Regions from separate parts of the Gossypium hirsutum genome. Here regions 1 and 3 are each linked to region 2. The links are chromatin contacts, called in public Hi-C maps. All regions are on one chromosome and are shown on one strand. Each heading gives the region's core, a stretch centred on a gene start, on an enhancer-like site or on the middle of the called end of the contact. The rest is flanking DNA. Distances are from core to core; before and after follow the strand shown.

Region 1 (3,094 bases), core at 411-2,910, 520 kb before region 2:
CCGGCATCTTTCTTCCACCTAACCCGTCATCATTGGTAGTTGGCACGCATCTCTGAAAACACATTAACATTATTCATCTGATTTTATATTTATTTTAAAAAGTAATAATTTAAAGTAATTAATTAAAAGTTTCCAATCAAATCAATAAGTTTGATATAATTATTTTTACCATAAATATCATAAAAGTATTAAGCCAAAATAAAAAATAAACAATAGGTTAGTGATGTTTGGAAAATTAAAATTCCTTCACTATATTCAACCGATACTATTCCTAGATAAAATAGATGATGGTGATGATAAAGGAAAAACATTGGTCTATTAATCCATTTACATCCTCCTCTCCTTTATTCAACACTGAAATATCAACGCCGTCCCCCCCATTCATTCATCACCATAATAACATGACAAAACAAAAATCATCCTCCATCCCACCATCATCCATATAACTACAAACTAATTCTCTATCCCCCAAAAAACAATAATAAAATCAGTGAAAATATTTTATTTATATAAAAAAAATTTTAAAAGTTTTACATATATACTTCGATGGTAAAAATTTTTTGCTAGTAATCTAAATCCTAATGCATTTTTCATGGTGAAAAAGAAAACAAAAACTGGGTTATTGATGATCTACTTGTACGTGGAGATCCGTAAGAGAAAGACAACTTTGAGACTTGAAACTAGCCCTCAGATTGCTTTGCTGCAACTTAGGTTTCGTTGATGTTATTTTATCATACTCCGACGAGGAGGAGGACGATGAAGGCGGCGATGATGATGGTGTTTGTTTATTGTAGCTGTTGTTGTCTGTATCTTCATCGTCTTCAACCAAAGCAAGAAGAGGCATGGAATTGGGGTTTTGCCATGAATAGAAAGATGATTTCCTGGACCTCGTTGACCATTTATTTGCAAGCAGTAATCTCCTCCTCTTGTTGAAGGGACTCTCCACTTTTTGCAGCTCTTTCACTGAGTTTATGTCAGATAGATTTGCGAATGATTTTGATTTTCCCACGTAGTGATTCGATAATCCTCTCCTAAAACCAAAAAAAAAAAATAAAGATCAGTTGAAAATCAGACCAGAGAAAATTACAAAAAAAAAGAAGAAAAAAATCGATACTAACTTGATGGGAAGAGAGTCCTCTAAGGAGTCGAAAGACAACCCTTTACTTTCCCCGGATGAAACGACACCGTCGTCTTCTTCTTCAACGTCGCTGTCTCCGGGGGAGCCGATCGAGGAGGAACTATCGGAGGATAGATCCGGAGACCTGGGATCCGAGCCGGGACAAGCTTCATCGTCCTTGATAAACAAGCAAGGAGACGAAATCGTATCCTTAGAACGGTCTCTAGTGTAGGCCGCTGCCGATGCGGCAACGTCGATGGCGAAGGTAGGTCCCATCAGCACTTCCATCTATAGAGGTTTAAAGAAGGGAAAGATAAAAACAAGGAATGAAGGGGTGGCGTAGATTAAGGATTTATAAGCACAGAAATATGGATAACAAAGGGAAGATTTGGGACCAGAGCAACAACAATAGGGCTAAGCTAATCCATGTCTATTTCATTTACTCCTTAAAAATATAAAGAAATAGAGAGAGAAGGAAAAATGGGCAGAACAGATAAGAAATGGCTATGGATTGTAGATGACTTTTAATATACTCCCCAGTTTTCATTATCATCAACCCTATCCATTATTTATATTTATAAAAATAATTAAATTTCAAATTATACATTTAATTTCAGTTTTCTATATTTTTATCTAAACTCGAAAATTTAATTTTACCTATTCGAATCCTAATTCAATTTATTTTGATCTGGTTATGAAAAGGTAAATAAATTCTAACTCTTCATGTCCGAACAAAAATTGACTTGCATCAAAGTAATTTAAATCCTATACAACCTTAATTTAAAACAACTCATATTTGAAGTGGCGACAAAAGATGTTAAAATGATATGAATTTATAATCACATTAAAAAAAAAAGTAAATTATAAAAATAGTTATTTTTGTTTGTTTCAGGTTACATTTTAGTCACTTATGTTTGAAATGTTACGTTTTAATCACTTATGTTATTATTTTGTTACGAAGTAATCACTCTTCCGTTAAGTTCCGTTATCTCCCTAACGGTAATCCTACGTGGCAGTCCAACTAGATTTTAAGTGCCAACTTGGATTTTCTAATTAGATGAGAATAGATTTTTTATTAAATAAATTTAATTAATTAAAAATTTTAAACCCTAGATCTTAGTTAAATAATCGTTCATCTCTCCCTTTTTTAGTATTCTTTTTCAATTGACTAAAAAAGCTATCATCATCAAATTTTTTTAGTCACATACGAAAACAAAAGAGGATTCAATGGAGGGTCCAGGTATGTCTTCTTCACCGACAAATTTATGTTCTAAAACTTAAAATGAAGTGGTTGTCGATAAATAAGAATATGGTAATCATTTTTGTTCCTAATCATTATATTTTCCAATTCTTCATGTTCTTGAATAATTAGTTTCTCAATTCGATTTTTTCTGATCTAAATCGGCTTGTTTGTTCACAATCCCTTTGTGGGTATCCCTTTTTTATCTAAAATTCTTTTAGTTGTTAATATTCATATCAAGAATTTTAATTTAGGGTTTCCATTAAACAATAAAAAATCTAATCTTTTTGTTTTTAAGTATTGAATAAAAGAGATAGAGGAATGCAAAGAAGACATACCTGAACCCTCCATTGAATCCATCTTTGTGAAGCAGTCAATTTGATTTCAATTAAATTGATCTTAATAATAATTTTAACAATCAAATGAAAAAAAACCATTGAAAAAAAGAAGAGACTGAAGAAAATATAAAAAGAGGAGATAAACAGATTTTTTAGTTAAGGTTTAGGTTTAAAAATTTTAATTAACTAAATTTTTTAATTAAAAATCTATTTTCATCCCTTTTAGAAATTCAAGTTGGCATCTAAAATCTAGTTGGACTGCCACGTAGGATTACCATTAGAGAGATAACGGAATTTAACGATAGAGTGATCACCTCGTAACAAAATAGTAACATAAGTGACTAAAACGTAACATTTCAAACATAAATAACTAAAATGTAATCTGATGTAAACAAATGT
Region 2 (2,993 bases), core at 238-2,737:
TGTTCCCTCTAGGATTCTCCTCAAATCTTGCTATCCTGAACTGTTTTAGCTCAACTCCCTTTGCCTTTCCTATAAGCGCTAAATCAGCCAATATCCTCCCTATCGCGGGTGACATCTTGAACCCATGACCTGAAAACCCACCTCCGATCACCACATCCTTCCCGAACTCCCCTCCCAAAAAATCGATCACGAAATCCTCATCAGGTGTCATCGAGTACACACACAATTGAGTTATGACTGGTTTGCTCGAATCGACTTTCCCTTTGAATCTTTGCTCAACCCATTGCTTTAATGAGTCGGGCACAAGTCCTGGTCCCCATGGCCTTTTGTCTGGGTTACATTGATAGCCTCCATGTACTGCTACTTTAATCAATCCCGGGTACTCCAGTGACGGTGTTCCATAAATGTATGGATGTCCGTAGCTAGCGAACGTCGGAAAATCATTTCCAATTGTATACTCGACCTCGTGTCCGTCCTTAATCCGCCAATAACATACATTGGTTTCCAATGGTTGGATAGGAAGTTCAATGCCGCACACCGTTTTAACCAAATTTCTCATCCAACCACCCACTGTCACCACACATTTTTTGCCCCAAAAAATTTCACCGTTACTTGCAGCTACCTTCAGTCCTCGGTCACCATCTTTGTTTATGCTAACCACTTTGATGTTGTCCTTAAGGCATGCACCATTCTTGAAAGCCAGCATTTGGAACATTGACACTGCCTTGGTGGGCTTGATGATGCCGCCAAGCTCGCACGACACACCAATCCAGTCCTCCGGTATATTGATCCGTCCCGAAAATCTTTCAGCGACTTCCCGGTGATCGAGGACTTGGTACCGGATGGCGTTCTTTCGACAAGTAGCGATCACAGAAAGGAGACTCTTGGTGTCGGATGGACCCATGTCGAACTGTTGGGCCTTGAAGTAAACCTTGAACCCGATTTCAGATTGAGCCTGCTCCCACAACCGATAGGACTCATCGACCAAGCCGAAGTAGTAGTCTTCAGGGTACGTTGCTCGTATGGTGCGTGACTCGCCGTGAGACGAACCTCGATGGTGGAGAAAGTCAAACTGCTCGAGGAGTAGCGTTTTTTGGCCTCTTTTGGCTAGTTGGTACGCCGTGGAGCTCCCCATGACGCCCGCCCCTACGACGATTACGTCAAATTCAAAGTCCGAATATCCCATATTCGTCGCACTGTTACAGTGACAGAAAGGGGGTTTAGCTATTCCTTTCAACTTGGCTTAGTTATTATTTCGCAGTGTGTGGCATATATAGTAGTACTAGCCAATAGCAGTAGGCATCTAAAATGATATTTTAATGTAAAAAAAGGCCCACATTTGGGAGGTAATTTCATTATTGCCATATGTTGTTTGTTTCTTCCTGATTTGACTAAAGATTAATCTAAATTCCGTAATACATACGAAAGTTGGTAAGCAATATATTTGGAACGTTTCATGTTCTAATTATGCTTCCAGTTCATGTATTTTTTCACATTTTAGATTCAGTCCTTTCTTTTTAATTCTATAAAATTCCTCAATTCCGTTCATTTAATAATTATAGTTTAATTAATAGAATCCTTAAAATATTTATATTAAAGTTGTTGTAAGCATTTTTGTTCGAGTTAAACTTGAATTAAGTTTGATTTGCACAATAAAAAAGATTCAAACTTTTGAATTTTATGATTATTTTTTACCCATGATTATTGTTATTAATAAAAAAAGATCTCGTGTTTTCTTAACAAAACCCAATGTTTTGAAATTAAATTTTCTTTATATTTTCTCAAATTTGTAAAATTGTTTTTGTTTAAAATTAATTATGACATAGAAAATTATGTGACATTTTAAAATTAATATGACGAAAGTAATGAAAAAAAGTCTGAATAATCTTACAACACCGTATTTGCTTATTTAACCACGTAATCATTTAAAAAAGAAAAAACAAATCACATAATTCAATTTTGAGTTAAGTCAATGCACTAAATATAACAGAAATACAACAACAATGAGCATAATTAATGCAATGGCATCAAAATCAAGTGCAAGGAAAAACATTATTCTTTTGCTGCACATTGATGGCCACCACAATTAAGGTTGAAATGAAGTCTTCTTAATGATGAAATAGGACTTTATTGAAAAAAAAAAGGGACTTTATCATTTAAAAAAAGAGTTGATAATGAGAATCTTGTGGAAAGCCAATCCCTTTGTCATATTAGGTAGCTTTATTTGTGCAACACCCTTCATTTTTGTCACCATCCATTTATCCCTTTCTTTTTTTTCTTTTTTTCTTTTTATGGTTAATTGATCTTTTGCTTTCTATGATGGCCCACTATAGTATTATTATTTGATTATAAGCTCAGTGTATTTATGCATGTATGCTGAGAAATTAATAACATGGTGTTTGTTTTAAGCAGGTTCCAAAAATGGAGGGTCTTGGTTTACCTAATGCAATCACAATTGAAATGATTTTGTTTATTCAGTAGGTTCTGCAATATACAGACTGGCATTGTAGCATCAATCTATCATAACGACAAATTGAATGTGGCATGGCTGACTCATCAATGACTAAACATTTGACCCACTAACAATCCTTTATACAACCCTTTTTTGTATGATAACTGGACACGTGTTACAATCCTAATCAAGTTTTCGTATGGGTGGTTCACGGCTGTAAGGAAACATGTATGAAAATCCATTTATATATTTATATAAACATCCATGATTTCATTTCATGGTTTGTTCCTAACTACTTGTTAAGACGTAACCACGATCATACTAGACAAACTTAGCATGCAATGCATTTCGACTGTATCTCTAATACTTAAAATTCCTTGACAACTCACTAAGTTCTTTTCTTAGAGATCCCTTATTACTCCTAAGCTAACTATTTACTTTACCTTTTTCTGCCAAAAGCATTGTTTGGGCGAATAGAACCACGTCAACCTATTCTCTTTAGAGACTTCGCCCAAGGGAGTACTCGCAAACTTTAACTCTT
Region 3 (3,265 bases), core at 599-3,098, 640 kb before region 2:
AGTGTTCCACTCAGACATCTATTAGAAGTTCCTTCGCTCGATAATAAAGGTTATCCTTAAGAGTTGTAAATGAACATTACGTTCGGTTCAATGAGTAGTTTTGTTTTTGTCCATTTATCAAATTAAATTAATAATAACAAAATTTGAAGGCTCATTCGATTCATTTATGTTTATAAATAAGTTCTTTTTTTATATTCATTTACTAAATTGTCTGTTGTTCAATTATTATATAATATAATTATTAAAATTTAGACATGATTGTTTTTACATATAAAAGAGACTTGTTTGTTTATCAACATTATTTGTGACAATATTCATGAACATGAACAAGTTAATTATTAAGAAACATACCATTTTAAAATTATTAACAAACATGAATCAAGTAGTAATTATTAACAAACACATAACTTAAAAATAAACAAATTATTCGTTCATTTACGGCCTAGCTATCCTTATCCTTGCTTGCGCTTGTATGCTGTTTTGTGATTTATAATCTGAATTAAATTCAAGTAGGACTATCCAAATCGGAACTAAAACTACACAAATTAGAGTGTGCATTTCATCTTTTATTTATTAAAAACAAGCCAATCTTCTTGAGTTCAGAGAGAGTCCTAGGCAAATAGCTCTACCTGCTTCAATACTGTATAAAAATTTAAACTCGTACAGGGAACATATGTCAAAAGAATCATAAGTTTAGAACAAAAGAGGGTTTCAACAGAATCAAGCTAAATTATTATGATTTAGAACCCACCATCAAACAATCACTTGCAAAGTTTCAATTTCTTGAAAAACGGCGATACCATGGACTTGGGGTAGGGTTTTGTAGCCAGGCAAGTTGGGAAGTTTTCTGGATGTTCAATCCACAGTTTATGAGCAATACCCGCCGCCAACAGCTTTTCTGACAAGTTCAATATCTGGGTTTCTCCCTTCACCTCAAGTGTTACCTACATGTTCCAAAACCTCACCACTTAGCTCATCATCCACAACTCTAGATACAGCAGCAAATCACCCTACAATTAACACCTCATGGTTTTCATTGTTATGCTATATTTACGACAGTGTAAGAACAGAATTGGATAGATATCCAAAATGTTTGTCTTGCATTAAACACCGTTGTTGGATAGTTTTATGGGATAAATGCCTCTCCTTTTTTCTCAGTTCTGCTATGGGATTATTTGTAACTTAAAAATGATCAATTCTCATTACGTTTGGGTGGATAAAACTCCAAGTAAATCGAAGGTCTACAACAAACCCAATATGAGAAGAGAAAACAATGTGCCACAATGAGGATTGCCTCCAATTGACCAAAAATCATAAACAGGGTTTTTCAAAGCAGTACACTATGCTCTGTTGAATGTAAAAGAAATCATTCATGGTGGGAAAAAGAAGAAGAAGAATAAACACAAGAACATTGGTTACCTTGTGCATAGAGTCAATGTTATCAGGGCTGCAATACTGGAGGGTGTGGGGGTCTTCCTTGTGAGACCAAATGGCACTGACCGAAGCATGGCATCCCTGCGTCACCACGCTCCCCAAAGGCCACTTGTCTATTAAGTCTCTCCGAAGCACCACGTACTGCAGCAGCACATCGTCGTCGGTCGGAGGATCGGTTTTGGTGGCGACAGGTTCGGAGCTTTGTAGACTCATTGAGGTCGAAAGGTTCCGAGAGGGATGAACCCTAATATTAGAAAAGCTTCTCGGGGAAGGGCGGAAGCAACCAAGGAATGTCGCAGGTTGAGCTAATGCGGCCATCGACACCTAAAAACGCTGCGTTGCGTAACTTGGTTGTGGAATTTCGTATTGAGAATTATAAAGGTATTGGGCCGGATTTATGGATTGGACTGCCTCTTTGTAAAATGTAATGATTTCACTCTCCAATTAAAATCTTACCTAATTCACATATTACCGCTTGGATTTCAATTTCTCGCAACTTTAATTCACAACATGAAATAATCATTCTATTCACCAAAAAAAAAATTGAAACTAAATATAATAATACATCAAATATGTATGGTATTAAAATAAAAAATAGATTAATTTGTGAGTAAAATAAAATTTAAACATGTGAATGCATCATATTAATAGTACTAAATGTACTATGGTTATTTATCATTAGCGTCGAGTTGACCTATGATATCAACTTAAAACTCAATCAACAATATTATGAATACTAGAAAATTCTATAACACGCATATATATGTGGAAATTACATATTTAGAACATAGAAGTGTGTTTAAAAATAACATACAATAAATAATTAAACGTATGGTTTAAAATTAACTAATAATAACACATGAAATGCATACAATACTAAAATGAAAAAAAGAGATTAAATTGTGAGTAAATTAAAATTTAAATACTCAAGCATATTACAATTATTTATCATGGTGTTGTTATGTTGTTATCATCAATCCTGAGTTAGCGTCAAGTTGACTTGTGACACCAACTCAGTCAATAATATTATTGTAACACCTCAAAATTTTTTATGCCATAACTCGTAACAAAGTAGCTAAGTAAAAAAAAATTCTGAGTACGAGTGTCAGTTAAATGTAAATTATTGATTAGTTAAATACGACATCGGGGAAAGATATCAAAACTAAATGTGATATACTAGCAGTAAAATAACTGATGGACCAACCACGGGAGTTAGGTGAGATGGCAAGTGTAACAGCCTAATTTAGACCCTAGTCAGAACGGTGGTTTCAGGACCACGAATCCGAGTCAGAAAAATATTTTAAAATTATTTTCTGTGTTTATTATGTGTGAATTTATATCTGTGAAATTTTTGTGATTTAATTTTGTTGTTTGAGTGCCCAATTAAATAAAAGGACTTAATCGAGTAAATTGAAAACTTGATAGTTTATTGTATAAGGACCGAATTGTTATTGGATTTGAAAATTGAAGCATTTAATTTGCAAATAGACCATCGGACTTAGTGATGGCCGGTTGTACCCTTATTATATATGTTTTAGCTATTAATTATAAAAGGTTAAAATGGTAAAATATGAAATAATAATATGTTAGTATATATGTTATATTATATGATAATTAAAATAAGCTTTTCATACTTCTTCTTCTTGCCGAAACTTAACAAAAAGAAAAGAAATAATAGAAGCTAGGGTTTGGTCATCTCTTAAGCTCAATCAAGATCAAGAACCAAAGAAATCAGATTTGGATCGGGGAAAAACAAAAGTTGTCGACTAGTCATCCCATTCTGTTTTACATCGTCCGAGGTAGGTTTATAAGGAAATAGACATACTTAATT

Evidence for each region. Hi-C and Micro-C count contacts between places; a contact is called where the count stands out from the background.
Region 1: a Hi-C map of leaf shows a contact between it and region 2, with 2.4 times the contacts expected there. The contact joins the promoter of LOC107962335 here to the promoter of LOC107962338 in region 2. A contact is called at or near these places in 3 of 34 Hi-C or Micro-C datasets (callus and leaf).
Region 3: a Hi-C map of leaf shows a contact between it and region 2, with 4 times the contacts expected there. The contact joins the promoter of LOC107962333 here to the promoter of LOC107962338 in region 2. A contact is called at or near these places in 4 of 34 Hi-C or Micro-C datasets (callus, hypocotyl and leaf).

The regions. Positions count from the first base shown.
Region 1 is chrA06:46,270,188-46,273,281 of Gossypium_hirsutum_v2.1, reverse strand. It overlaps LOC107962335, which reads right to left and starts at 1,660. Exons shown (of 2, transcript XM_016898679.2): 1 at 1,119-1,660; 2 at 488-1,031. The coding sequence starts at 1,405. The coding sequence ends at 620.
Region 2 is chrA06:45,749,614-45,752,606 of Gossypium_hirsutum_v2.1, reverse strand. LOC107962338 (probable sarcosine oxidase) reads right to left here and starts at 1,487. Exons shown (of 1, transcript XM_016898681.2): 1 at 1-1,487. The coding sequence starts at 1,186.
Region 3 is chrA06:46,392,093-46,395,357 of Gossypium_hirsutum_v2.1, reverse strand. It overlaps LOC107962333 (putative peptidyl-tRNA hydrolase PTRHD1), which reads right to left and starts at 1,848. Exons shown (of 2, transcript XM_016898676.2): 1 at 1,420-1,848; 2 at 546-944. The coding sequence starts at 1,752. The coding sequence ends at 762. LOC107962331 (coatomer subunit beta-1) reads left to right here. Exons shown (of 5, transcript XM_041115847.1): 5 at 1-113.